2 separate regions of the Athene noctua genome follow, and region 2 is linked to region 1. The links are chromatin contacts, called in public Hi-C maps. All regions are on one chromosome and are shown on one strand. Each heading gives the region's core, a stretch centred on a gene start, on an enhancer-like site or on the middle of the called end of the contact. The rest is flanking DNA. Distances are from core to core; before and after follow the strand shown. Region 1 holds the start of ATP6V1C2 (ATPase H+ transporting V1 subunit C2). Region 2 holds the start of ODC1 (ornithine decarboxylase 1).

Region 1 (6,777 bases), core at 3,007-5,506:
TGGTTTGTATTAGTGGGTGTTATAGCTGAGATTCGTGGGAGATCAACACACCTAAATATAGGTGCCTGTGCAGGTACTGGGTGTCAAAGCTATCATTTCAGAGAGCTAAGTCTTCACTTGCTTAAATGTAGGTTGTCTAGTGGCATTTGAGATGCCGAATAGAATCCAGGACACCTAGATGGGGCTGACGCAAGACCTGCAGCATGAGCTGGAGGCCAGGCAGGATGTGCAACGACATCTCAAGTGGCACTAGAAGCTCAGGCAGCTGAATCTCATCCCTAGCAAATGCAGTTCACGAAGCCTGAGGAGCAATGTAGCGCAGCAGCCACTAGGTGCCTTCTTCGGCATGAGAGCAATCATAGGTTCCACTGCCTGATTACTTAGACAACCACTAGCTATTAATAGACATTTAAAGTTGAGTTCACTTGTTCACACATAGAGGTCTTGTCCTATTCGGGATGCCCTGAGGGATCCCAGACATCTGCATGGGGTTGGTTGGTGTGATGTAAGTTATGCAGAAGACCAGCGTCATCATGGAACAGCAGCTGATGGCCCAACAGGATGCTCCAGGATGCACCTCAAAAGGCATTAGGCAGGGAACCTACAAAGAATTCCTAGAGGTGTGAAACACTGGAGAGTTTTACAGACTGGAGAATTATGTGACTTTCTTTAGGTGAGACTGGCCAAGGATTCCTGACCCTCTCATCCATTCTCTAGGTGTGTTTAACTGGCCACAGTGCAAACGAAGAGGGGGAGAACACAGAGGTTCTAGCTGCACAGCAGGAAACAGTGTTATATTTCAAGCCGCTTGAGATTAATTTTTTGTTCCTGGTCAGTGATACTTTTAAGACTTCTTAGAAAATCAAAAGCAGAAAGATCAACTAGAATGTGGACTATTAAAATTTCAATTCAGATAATTTAAGAGCAGACAAATATGCCTGTTACACTTACTACAAAGTTAAAAAAAGTCACGATCTGAATGATGCAGGAGAAGCTTTGACAAAGCATCTTCCTTCCTGCATATAATGAATCTTTGTTGCAAGTAGTAATGGTATACTTTTAGATTTTCCATTTTAAAAAATCTAGATGAGCAGGTAGGTGTACTCACTGCAAACAGGTGTGATATAGGATGTTTTCAACCAAGAACAAATAACTTTGTTTGCTTTTTCCTTCTTTTTCTAGTGTCAGAATTTGCTGCATGCATTACCTGGTGACAGACATGGTGGTGCAGGGTTCTGAAACAATATGTTACCTTTGCTGATTTTACGGACAACTAGACAGTGCCCTGTCAGTACATATATACATATAATTGTGTTAAGTACGAGCTGTCAGGTACATTCATAGTGAAACAGCATTTCATATTCAGTGTATGAAAGCAATTCATCAGGAAGGTTCTGCTGCACTTCACGGTACAGAGAGAGTGCATAACCAATATTCCAGTATTCTTTAACATAATTAAGAAATAGATAAACAGCTAAGGAATTATGATGAAGATGTAGTTTGTGCACTAATCTTAAAAGTACACAGAAAAAATGTTTGCATTTAAATAATATTTTATTATCCACGATCAAGTTATTTAAGAGTTCTTTCACTGAAATATTTTAGACTATAATTTTAAATAAAATGCCACAATAATAATAAACCACACAGGACTAGGGGATAGGATTTAAAAGACTCTTTCTAAGCAGAGGGAAAAAAAACCAACCACACATTACTAGAAGACTAAACAGATAACACACGTAATAGATTTATAAACTGTTTTATAGAGAACTACAGCTCTTTGGCTGCTGTTTTGCAAGCTTAAAACATAAGCTTTCCCACTGATATCACTGTCAGTTCTCTAGGTAATTAATCTGGTCATCTGCTACAGAAATTTGCCTTGGGAGATACTTCAAGTAGGATATTTTAGTACTTTTAATGACTGTTTGGAGACAGAGTTTTGCTCCTTAGTGTGACATCTGAAGAAGTACTCATAAACAGAGAGAGAGACAAAGTCACAGGAAGGTTCATTGCCTTGATGGATCAAAGGGAACAGAAAGACACATGATGATCATGAGGGAATTAGACAGCTTTGAAATCACATGGCACCACACGCAGCACCAGCCAGGGAAATGACAGGGGAGACATGAGCTGTCATAGATGTGTTACCACCAGAGTGTGCAGCACACTCTCCATATCCCATGGCATGCGGTGCTGCATGCTCTTTCCCTCCACCACCTTCACTGCTGGTTCTTCCAAGCCTAAAATAAATGTATAACTGGGGAAAAAGAGATTAAAAAGTCAGAGTAAAACCAGAAAATGTGATAATAGAAAACATCCAGTAGGACATTGCTTAAGCATTAATATCATGTTTCCTTGATAATTTTCTAGTAAAACAATACATTAAGTAGGATAATATCTTCCACTTCAATAATAGCAACCAAAGCAAATGATGCCACGTGAAAAACTAAGAAAAGTGACATTGCTGCAGTAAAAACATTTAGGAAGGAAACAGCATATATTGTAGAATCTAGAAGTCTGACAACCCTCCAGCTTGAATTTTACCTTATTCACTATAATATCCATGCATACAGAAGCATCCCCAACAGCTAGCACCACTGCAGCAAGTAACATTTCTCATCAACTGACATTCTAAATTCATGAAGCTTATGAGAATGTAACATTTCTAAAATTAATCATGGAAAGCATTTCCATGGTTTGAGACTGCAGGAAGGATCCGGTGAAAACTGTACTTGGTTTGAGATGGCAAAGAACTGCCTTATCTGGGTGATGAGGGTTACTATACCTTTCAGTCTGTGGGTAGAAATATATGATGTACATACTTGAGCATCAGCTAATCCTGTTTTCCTTATTAAAACATACAATCTAAAGAAACAAAAAATGGAAGATTAGAAAATAATCACTATTTCTATGAATGTCATCACACACATCAATGTTAGTTTTTTGACATAATTTCTGGAAAGTCCTTTGTTGTGCCCTAGGGGAAACAATGATTGAAAAGAGCTAGAATAATCACAGCTATGAGCACTGAATGTTTAATTAGTCCAGAAAGGAAAAAGAATAGACCAATAAAATAGGTAAGCAAAAAAGCCCAGTAGAGTCGTTATTTCAGCTGCAAATCTCTGTCATTTTCTGGATAGCTTTCAGTAGAGACTCTGCTCCTCCACACATCTATTGCTTTTTTATATATCACTAAAAATGTTAAAGAGAAGCAAAGGAAGATGAATCGTTGGCTAATCTAAGAGTCTATATTAGAGTGTAAGACCTTGACCTGCACATTAACTACCTAGAGCGTGATTTAGATGGAACAGTCCAAGTCCAAGACTATGATTCAGGACATCGTCCATCAGCTGCTGCTACCTAGTGCTGGAAATATTTAAACCCATTAACGGTCTTCATTTAAAGTTCCTGGAAGTGTCAAGAGCTCTGCTTCTGTGCATGACCAGCCCTGCCTGGCCCCAGCATCTCAGACCCTCTCAATTTAGGACAGATCATGTGGAAAACCAAGAGCATCCTTTTGTTTAATTTCATGCTGGGCTTCATTTACATTTGATACATAGAAACATGAGCAAAAAATGCACTGCCTTTTGAAGAAAATAAAACACCAGTAATAGGAGAGATTGCCTAAGTGCTGTATGACAGCGCAGTGATTAGACCACTCAATTGGAAAATCAGAGCTGGATGCACCATGTACTCCGGGGGGGTTAAATTCCTGCTTGCAGAGATGCCACTCAAAGGCATGTGCTTAGACCCCTGTTTCCTTCAGAACTTGTCTGGTTCAGAAGCCTCTGGGGAACATTACTCCACACGACCTAGGAACCACCCCGATATCTTATAGCCAGGCTTAAGGCAGCGTGATTAAACTCAAGACTTAGTAAGGACTAAAAGCCCCAGCTATATATTCTACCAGGGAAGCCGCATCGCCGGGGGAGGAAGCGTCGCTACCTTGCAAACTCCTGCACCGCGTCAGTATTTGTTAAACACAGCATCCAGGGAATTCCCAGAAACAAGAGTTTCCTGAAAGTTTCTTTAATGAGCCCAAAACGTGCACTCTTGCTAAAGGCAGTGGCTGTTTAATGAAAACAAACAGCCTCTGCGTTACTTTTGCGAGTTTACAAGGCGGCAACAGGACGAAGGGCCGCAAGAGCCAGGGCTGCTCCCGGCGTTAGGGCGGGGTTGTCCCACCAGGCGCGGCAGCCCCCCGCGCGGGCAGGGCCCCGCTCCCACCCGCGCCTCTCCGCCCCGGGTCCGGCGGCGCCGCGCCCCGCCCCGCCCGCCTCACCGAGCATGTCCGCGCCGCCCCGCCGGGAGCCGCCGCCGGGCGGGCAGCCACGGGCAGCCGGCGCAGGTGAGGGAGGCGGCGGGCAGGGCGCGGGCAGGGCCGCCGCGCCGGCAGCAGCCGCCGCCCCTCGCCCCCCTCGGCGGTGCTGGGGGCGGGCAGCGCCGCGGGGTGCGGGAGGGGCGCGGGTCAAACCTTCCCTGTCGGACGTACCTGGGGGCAAAGACGGGGAGGGGGGGCTCCGGAGAGGAATGGGGGAGTTCCGGCTGGCCGCTGCTTCTCGCTGCCCGGCCCGGCCCGGCCCGGCCCGGCCCGGCCGGACCAGCGCGGTTGTCCCGCGTGGATCCTCGCGGCGGTTTATCTTTGTTGTTCTGCTGGTGCCGTCTCTGTGCGCCGCGACTCGCCTTCCTCCAGCCCCTTCCTATCCAGCCCGGGAAGAAAATCAAAGGGTAAAGCAATATTCCGTCTTGCCAGTGGCATCTTTTGCAGCCTGTTCGTTCAGCAGAGGTCTTTTGACATCTTGCTTTCCCTTTTGCCTACAAGTGTCCCCAAATTTGAGAGACGGTATTTATTAAACAGAAATCCTTAATTACGTTTGGATGGTTTAGTGGGGTCCCCGTGCTCCACAGCGGGGACTGGATGTACTGTGCAAGGCGAACGAACAGGCTGGGAGGGAGAAGGGGAGGAGGAAGCTTCGTTTCTTCATTCAGAAACTGGATGGAACGACCCTGAGAGAGGAGGAACGGCCGCACTCTGTCTGTGACATTCGGGAGAAGGTCATGTTCCACTTCAGTCGGAGACACAGGACTGACTCACTCTCCTGGTGTTTCTGAAAAAAAATCGGTGATCGGTTCTAACTCTGTGTTCTTAGGGAAGAGCACATTCTGTGCCGCGCTCATTTAGCCACTTACCTGCTTTGTGTTTCTACAGTGACCAGGAGCGAAGGGAAAATATTAGATCATGTCGGAGTTCTGGCTAATTTCTGCTCCGGGAGATAAAACAAATCTGCAGGCATGGGAGAGAATGAACACGGTGACGTGCAAATCCAACCTGTCCAGCAACAGCAAATTCCATATTCCAGACTTAAAGGTAAACTGAGGAAGGGGTTTGTGTATGGGTGATACAGCAGCATAAACTAGTGCTAAAGACTTTTCGGATAAATGTGGAATTTATCTTTTGGGATTATATGCAGAAAGTAGCAGCAGGTTGCAGTTGGGGGATGAATTGTGTTCAGTCAGCTTAAAATTGATCAAAGAGAAAAGAAGCCATTGTGCTTGAAGCTGACCTTCACATTGGAAGGATATATGTATAAGGAGTGAAGATGGGTGAGATGAGTTAAATAACTAATCTATTGCATTCAGTGTACCATTTGCTCCCACTCATGAAAGTCATACAACACTATACATCTTGGATTGCTGATGCAAAGGCAGTAGCCAAGTATCTAGAACCATGCCCGTAAGATTGCTGACTGAGAAAACAGAGCTCTAATGCACATTACTCCTTGGGATATGGATTTGTGTGTATATTCAGCTATATTAATCCAGCTTCATATCATCATATAAATAGGAAGAGTATTAATCCATGATTTTTAAAATATCTTTGCATTATTTAATCCATATTTTATAAGATCTGCATATTTTATAAGATCTGCACCTTATTTTTATTTCACTTATGGCTATGAAAAATCCAAATAGACTGCATTAAAGTCAATGGAGCTATCACAGATGTAGAACTGGGTTCCTTGGGGAACTTCCATCACCCATCACTACACTTAGTGCATCCAGCATCTGGCTTTAATCCAAAAAGATTGTTAACAGTTACAATTTGAGCTAATCCTATTACATGAGGATGCAAGTAAAAGGGGAGTGTGGCCTGTTCTGGAGTAATAACCTACTGAATCATTGCATGAATGTTTCAGTCTGGGAATTTGCTTTTTGCATGTGAACCTGAGATTGGTATGATTTTTACCATCTATGGGCCTTACCCAGCTGGTGTTGGTGTGAGTCTGCTAATGTTAAAAGAAATAAAGCATTTGCAGTATCTGAAGATGCAACCAGTCCATTAATATTCTGCTAATTGTTTGATGTAAAATTTGTTTCTTCTCCTTCAGCTTGACCCTTCATAAAGCTGAGCTGACAACCTTACAAGAAAAGGTTAGGCAATATATTGCAATACCATAAACATGGGATTATGACTGTGACAGAGTCATGCGAAAAGCAGATGTTGGTTTTGGAAGAAATGGCTTTGTGAGAGGCTTAGTCTTTGGTGATGGCAAAGAATGCAGACATAGACCCCCTTTTGAATAAGTGGGACTTCCCTTGGTTCTCTCAGTACATCTGATTTGTTTATACGTATATTGTGTGCATGTCTAGTCACTATTTTATCAGTTTGAAGACCGGTCTATGGAACTTGATGATACAGGAATGAAAAAAGGAAGGAAGACACTGACATGTAGTCTTGAGACTACACATACTTTTTTCCTTTATTGGAAAAGGCTT
Region 2 (6,411 bases), core at 3,775-6,274, 140 kb before region 1:
TGAGCTTGACATCTTCAGAGCCAGGGAAGCCACCACCAATATCAAGCAGATACATACTGAAGCCAAGTTCAGCCTAAAATGAGATTAAGGACAATACTGTTAAGAAAGCAGTTCTTAGTTTGTCATAGCTTAAAAAGCAATATAAAGTAATTTCATTAACACTTGGAACAGAGGTAACTCATGATGTTCAAGTAGTCGCTTGAGTTTGAGCTGGTGATTTTAGCATATCCGTGAGTTACACAGCACTGGTTAAAGTAAGCCATTACATGGCCTCAAAAATTCCAACAACATGAAATAAGCAACTTAGCTAGCTTTTAACCCTGTAATGGTTTTACATTCAATTCGAGTTTTGCCACCACAGTTGAGTAGTACTTCTAAAGAAAGTGGAACTAGACTTACTCCCATATCGAACACGCAGCGGGCATCAGAAATGGCTTGAACAAAGGTCTCTGGGTCTGTACATCCACTTCCAACATGAAAACTATGATGAGATACAAAATATCAGTTGCCATTTAATAAATTAACCAGAAAGTTTATACAACACTCAAGTCACCATTTGCAAATTCTATTGTCAGTTAAGATCATCTAAAGAAATCTTATTTAGTATGACTGTATTTTGATATTATTAACTCACCTAACTCCAACAATGGCAAGGTCAAGTTCTTTTGCACGCTCCAGCAGAAGCCTGCTTGTCTTAAGTGTAGCTCCAAATTTAACACTCAGACGACAAACTGCTTTGGAGTCATCAGTTGTAATACGCAAGACTAACCTAGAAATAAGAAAAAATAAGGATTTCCAGTATAGAAGACATCATTATCAGGCAGGTATGACCTTAGAATGAAGCTGAGCTTAAACATACAAGTTACCCGTCTTTTCCTAACATGCCAGTAAACTATACAGGATTAGATTTTACTGGTTAAATGTAGGTTTATTTACTTGTAATTTTGCAGCCTATCTTAACTAATGAAGAACAAGTCTCAGGTAACAGTAGATGTTTCCGTAACTCGGGAACCCAAGCAAGAATTACAGAGCAATTAGCATAACTTACTTGGCTTTTGGATGGGTCCTTGCAACTTTCATTAGTTCTACTTCACTATCAAATGTCATCATCTGTACACCACTGCTGGCAGCATGTTTGATTTGAGATACTTGTTTACAGGGATTTGCATATATTATTCGCTCAGGAGGTACACCAATGCTCTGTACCAGCTGTATTTCCGTCTGAAGAAAGAAGAGATTATACTTGTGAAATATTTCTACAGGATCAAACTAATCAGTACAACAAAGTAACAGTGCTTTACTACACTTTATACAAACACAGCTGAACATACACTAAACATCACAGATCAGAACACAGTCAAGATCTTACCTTGCTGGCACAATCAAATCCTGCACCAAGAACAGCAAGTGTCTTCACTACAGCTTTGCTGTCATTACATTTTACAGCATAGAAGGGGGTTACCCGAGGAAGGGCTTTATGCCATCGCATGTGCTTCTTTACAATATCCCCAAGGTCAGCAACATAGAAGGCATCTTTATCATCCTAGATAGAGCACACGTATCAGAGTTACAAACAATGCGTAACAGGATAAGCCTAGAGGTCAGCATCTGAGGAGGAGGTTGCCTTGCAGAAAATCTCTAAAGACAACTTGTTCCATTAGTTTATAAATTTGTAGCGTCATGAAATGTAGTAATCTTCCTCTCATACTTACAGAAGATGACACTTCATTTATTTTTTGGTCAAGGATATCCTTGGCAGTAAAGCCTTCATCAAGGAAGGTGAATTCAAATTCTTCATTGCTGAAGCTACTCATGATTTCCAAGATTTCAGGTTTATGTGAAAGGATTTAAGTACAAACTGTTGATACAAAAAACCCAAACATTCATTACTTCTTTTAAATTTATGCATTTTACATTCACTACTTAAATTCATGTAGTTATATGACCACTACCATCATGGTCATATAATTTACAAGATTCCTACTGCAATCACTAAGAGCAGCATAGATTAGGAACTTACATAGATGATAGATCAGATTTATTCAGAACCACGGAGGAACTCCACAAAAATCTGGCTAGCTTGAAGTCAAGTTCTCCTCTGTTCAGCAACTGTATGATGTACTAAACCTATTCAAAGGGAAAAAAAAAAAAAAATCAAATAAATACTGTCAGATTTTATTAGCCTAAGTACCTGGAAGTTTCCACTGTCTTTTCCTTCAATGCTGTATCAGAGCTGTTAATATTATGGCTACTGCCAGTGTCAACATACTTACTGCTTTTTTTCAAGCCTCTTAAGGACTACTGTAGTTTGCCAGTTTCTCAAAAAGGGCTTACATGTTACTACCGACAGAATCTGAGGATGTTACTGACTTCTGAGTAGTTACAACTCTCACTAGGTCAAAGCCAGTTCAATATCTGGATTCTCACTCCAGTTCAGACCATAAACCAGCCATGAGATCAGGGCCTCCCCTGAAGATACTGTTGATGGTTAGTTAGAGCTTGCCTGTTCTACCTATGACCCCCCCAGGCAACATGAGAAGAAAACCTCAGCTGTCAGGAGTGGCAGATACATACTGAAAAGAATGGTTCCTAACTGCGGCCTGCAGACAAAGTCTTAACGGCGATCCCAATTAACACTTTATAACAAGATTTTACAGTTGTCCATAACAAATCATTGTTAAAAGAAATCTGCCAACCAAGTAGAAAGTCTTTTGAGAACCAGAACTAAAGAGCATTCCTCTACCATCCAAGACCTATGAAGTCCACAGTAAAGCACATGGGTCATGCTTTTACTGGGCAGTCCAAACAGAGAGTGACAGTCTCCATTAAGCTGTTAACGCGACCAGAAGTGTGTGCTACCTTGTAAAGACCTCAGCATTGCAAATGACTCATAGGGAAGATACGGTTTCATGTATGTAACCAGGTCCAGCCCTCTGCTTCTCTCAGCACTTTTTACACTCAATCCAGTCATACTGATTTGGACCAAAGACTATGCAAACTCTAAATTATCCACTAATGTTCAGTTACACCACTGTCCCCTCTATTTTCAAGAAGGCTGTTTAAAACAGCGTATGAAAAATAACATATCTTACAGCTGTTACAAGGTTCTAAGACCCACAGAATCATTCATTTCATATGATGGATATACTAAAATCCATTAAACTTTATCTACTGGATGACTTTGAAAAGTCAGTGATCGTACAGTTTCATTTCAGCTTTCAGAAACATATGGCACCTGAACTGCCAGTGTCAAGAACTACTTCACATCTTTTGATCAATTCTCACTTATGAGGGGTAAATCAGATTTGAGATTCAAAACAGATTAAGCTTTAACTCTAATGAAATAAAACCTATCAATCCACCGAGCCTTCTCCCCCTGCTCTCATTCATATGCAGTGTTAATTCTCCCAGAAGCTGGATTAAAGTCTTCTCTTAAAAGCCTCTTTGAAAGGACCTTAAGAAACAGCAAATTAAACACTTCTCAGCAAGCTGTTTGTTACTGAAGAGAAGCTGCATCTTATCACAGGACGACATCAACGAGATGTTGAAGCTTCGCAGAAAGCAATTCAGGAACTGTGGTTAAGAGAAGTGAACACCATCAGGAAGAATTTAAGTTTATCCTCCCCTCTGCACAGAGCCGCACGAAAATCACTTTTCCTATTAACCTGTAAAATGGAAATCACTTTTGCTGTTCACAGAAGACTTTAAGAAGTTCTTGCAAGCCTTCCATCTCCCCTTTATTGCACAATTTTAACTACAGTGTAATTACACAGAATACAGACAGAACATGATCATGTAGACGCAAATTGTTGTCTCCCAGTGTATGTTTTTATTTGGACTGCGTGCAAAGTGTCCGCAGCTTCCCAGAGAAAGGCAATTTGTGCTCATTTAGAAGTTGCTCTCCAGAACATTCCCTTATTCAAGCAGCTGTATTTAGACACAGCTGAGTCATGCCTGCAGGCTCCGTACTCAAATACCAAAGCTGCGTCTAGAAAGCGCGCCCGAGGCGCTCCTGGCCGCGGAGTTAGCCGATGGCTGGTGACTGCTGTCGGGAAGGAAGGGGCTGGCTGCCCAGCTCTCACTGACGGCCCTTCTCCCGTGAACACGCACGGTCCCTTAGTTGAGTCGGCTACGCGGCTCGTCCCGGGCCGTGCTGCCTGACTCGGCAGCGGGGCACTGGGCGCTCCAGCCTCCGATACCGAGGCTTCCCGAGGAGGCGTTTCACTTCGCGCTGGGGGACGCCTTTATGGCGGCCACCTCGCGGCAGCTCGCCCCCCGTCCCGCCCCGCGACCCTGCGAGGGCCCGGCGCCCAGCAGGAGAAGGGCCTCAGGCCCGGCCCCGCGCCGCTGTGCTGCAGGGAAGCGTGCCGGGCCGCCTCACGTAAGGGCAAGCAAGGGCGCCCCGAGCCACGTTCCTGCCACGCACCTGCCTCTCCCCGCCGCGGAAACAGCCCGGCGGCCACGGCGGAGCCACCCCCTCCCCCGCTCCCGGGACGCGCCGCCAACACCTCCCCGGGCGAGAGCCGGCCTGACCCGTTCAAGCCGCCCGGAACCCGCCTCACCCGCCCCCGCCCCGCCGGGGCCGGGGATTCCCCGGGCGCGGAGGGAGGCCCCGTGCCCGGCGGCAGGAGCCGGCGCCCGGCCCGCGCCGCTTGGCAGCGGCCCCGCAGACACGTGGCTCCGCGCCGGCCGGCTTCCGCCGCGCGCGCCTGCCCGCCGCGCGCCCCGGCCCCTTCCGCCCGCCCCGGCGCGGCGCGGCCCGCCCGCCTCACCTCGGGCGGCGGCAGCTGCTGTCAAGCCGCGGCGGCGGCCGGTCCCCTCGCTCCGAGCCGCCTCCTCCTCCTGCGAGCCGGGCGCGGTGCGGGGAGCCGGGCGGGAGGCGCCCTGCCGCCTGAGGAGGAGCGGGGCCGGCGGAGCGAGCGGGGCGCCGCGACTCACAAAGCTTCGCCACCGCCGCGGCGCTCCTATATATAGGACAGCCGGCGTCGCTACGGCAACGCACCAGCTCAAACCAGCCGCGATCGGCTGGGACCGGGCAGGGGCTCTGGCAGCCGCTATTGTGACGTCGGCGCCAGCACGCGCCCCGCCCCCCGGCCCCGCCCTGGCCCCGCCCCGCCCCGGCCCCGCCGTGCGCTGAGCGCGTCGGGTCTCTGCGCCGGCCCCGCCGCCGCTCCCGCCGGCCGTTCCCCCGCCCCGGGCCCCCTTCCCCCGTGGGCCCCGCACGGTGCGTGGCCCGCGGGGCGGTGTGCGCCAGCCCCGCCCCGCCCGCTGCCAGCAGGTGCCCGGCCCCGCCGCCCCGGGCCCCGCTGGCAGTAGCCCTGCGCGCCCTGCTGAGCGCGGGAACGCGGCTGCGGGAGGGCCGAGGCCCCCGGCCGCAAGCGGTGCTTTTGGCACGTGGTGGAGAACGGAAAAGCCGAGCGCGGGTTCCCGGAGCGTCGCCCCCGGGCTGTCAGTGGGCGTTTGTCCCCCCAGGGCCATCCTGGTTGCGCAGCACTCGCAGCCCCCGTGGTTCAGGTGTCGGCGCTGGCTGCTGCCCCCGGCCGTGCTGCCCCTGCCTCCATCCCTGCCTGCCGAGGACGTTACCCAAAACACATAACACTGAACATCTTTTTTTTTTCCTTTGCTTTTGCTTTGACGCTGGTATCTGTTTCCCCTGTAAGGTTATTTTGTCTCCCTGTGTGCTGGCTTGTGTGAAAAATGAGCTTTAGGGAAAGTTGTAACCAGGTATAAATTCCACGCTTCTTTTAACCTATTTCTGGTTTAGCCCTGCAACAACTGCACTTTGTGTCCTTACTGGGTCAGGCACTTTCTGCCCCTGTCTTTAGAAAGTTCAAGTCTTACCCCACGGTAGATGCAACCACACAGGGACTGTCCCTGTCCTGTCACTGTACATGGGAGCTCTGAAGGATGGGGCTGCCCTTGCCATGCTGAAAAGGGGATCTTTACACCCTGACAGCTCAGGGCATTTGTTAGAAAGGCAGGAAAGCTTTCTGCAGCCCACACTTTAGGATGGAGCTCAGGGTGCTCCCGATCCCCACCTCCAAATCACTGGTGGCTATTTTAATTAAGAGATTATGGCTTTCTGAAGATAGAGATGTTTGGCCAGCCCCTGCCCTTCTGCAGAGCTGGTTGGGTGGGCAACGTGCTGTGGGGAAAACCCTCAACCCGGCTGCTGCACTGGGCGGGACCCTCTGTCACGGAGGTGCTGAAAAGGCTGTGCCCACTGACCTCAGAGGTCCCGTCCTCCCACTGCTCCCACCGAGCCCAGCTGGAAACCCTACCATATTTCAGGCAGAAGCGGATGGATCAATGGGATGTCCTTGCCCCACTGTCAGGCCCTGGCTGCTGGAGCTGGGTCGGTGGAGGGGGGGGGGGGGGGTTTAAAGGCTGGGGCTGTGCAAGAATCCCTTG

Evidence for each region. Hi-C and Micro-C count contacts between places; a contact is called where the count stands out from the background.
Region 2: a Hi-C map of heart shows a contact between it and region 1, with 4 times the contacts expected there. The contact joins the promoter of ODC1 here to the promoter of ATP6V1C2 in region 1. A contact is called at or near these places in 2 of 2 Hi-C or Micro-C datasets (heart and liver).

What each region holds. Positions count from the first base shown.
Region 1 is chr1:17,652,969-17,659,745 of bAthNoc1.hap1.1, reverse strand. It overlaps ATP6V1C2 (ATPase H+ transporting V1 subunit C2), which reads left to right and starts at 4,256. Exons shown (of 13, transcript XM_074895638.1): 1 at 4,256-4,348; 2 at 5,210-5,368. The coding sequence starts at 5,240. LOC141955936 (a long non-coding RNA gene) reads right to left here and starts at 5,003. Exons shown (of 4, transcript XR_012632802.1): 1 at 4,873-5,003; 2 at 4,493-4,700; 3 at 2,786-2,865; 4 at 1,544-2,257.
Region 2 is chr1:17,795,440-17,801,850 of bAthNoc1.hap1.1, reverse strand. It overlaps ODC1 (ornithine decarboxylase 1), which reads right to left and starts at 5,024. Exons shown (of 12, transcript XM_074895646.1): 1 at 4,773-5,024; 2 at 2,021-2,127; 3 at 1,713-1,858; 4 at 1,370-1,543; 5 at 1,049-1,221; 6 at 635-769; 7 at 400-481; 8 at 1-73. The coding sequence starts at 1,814.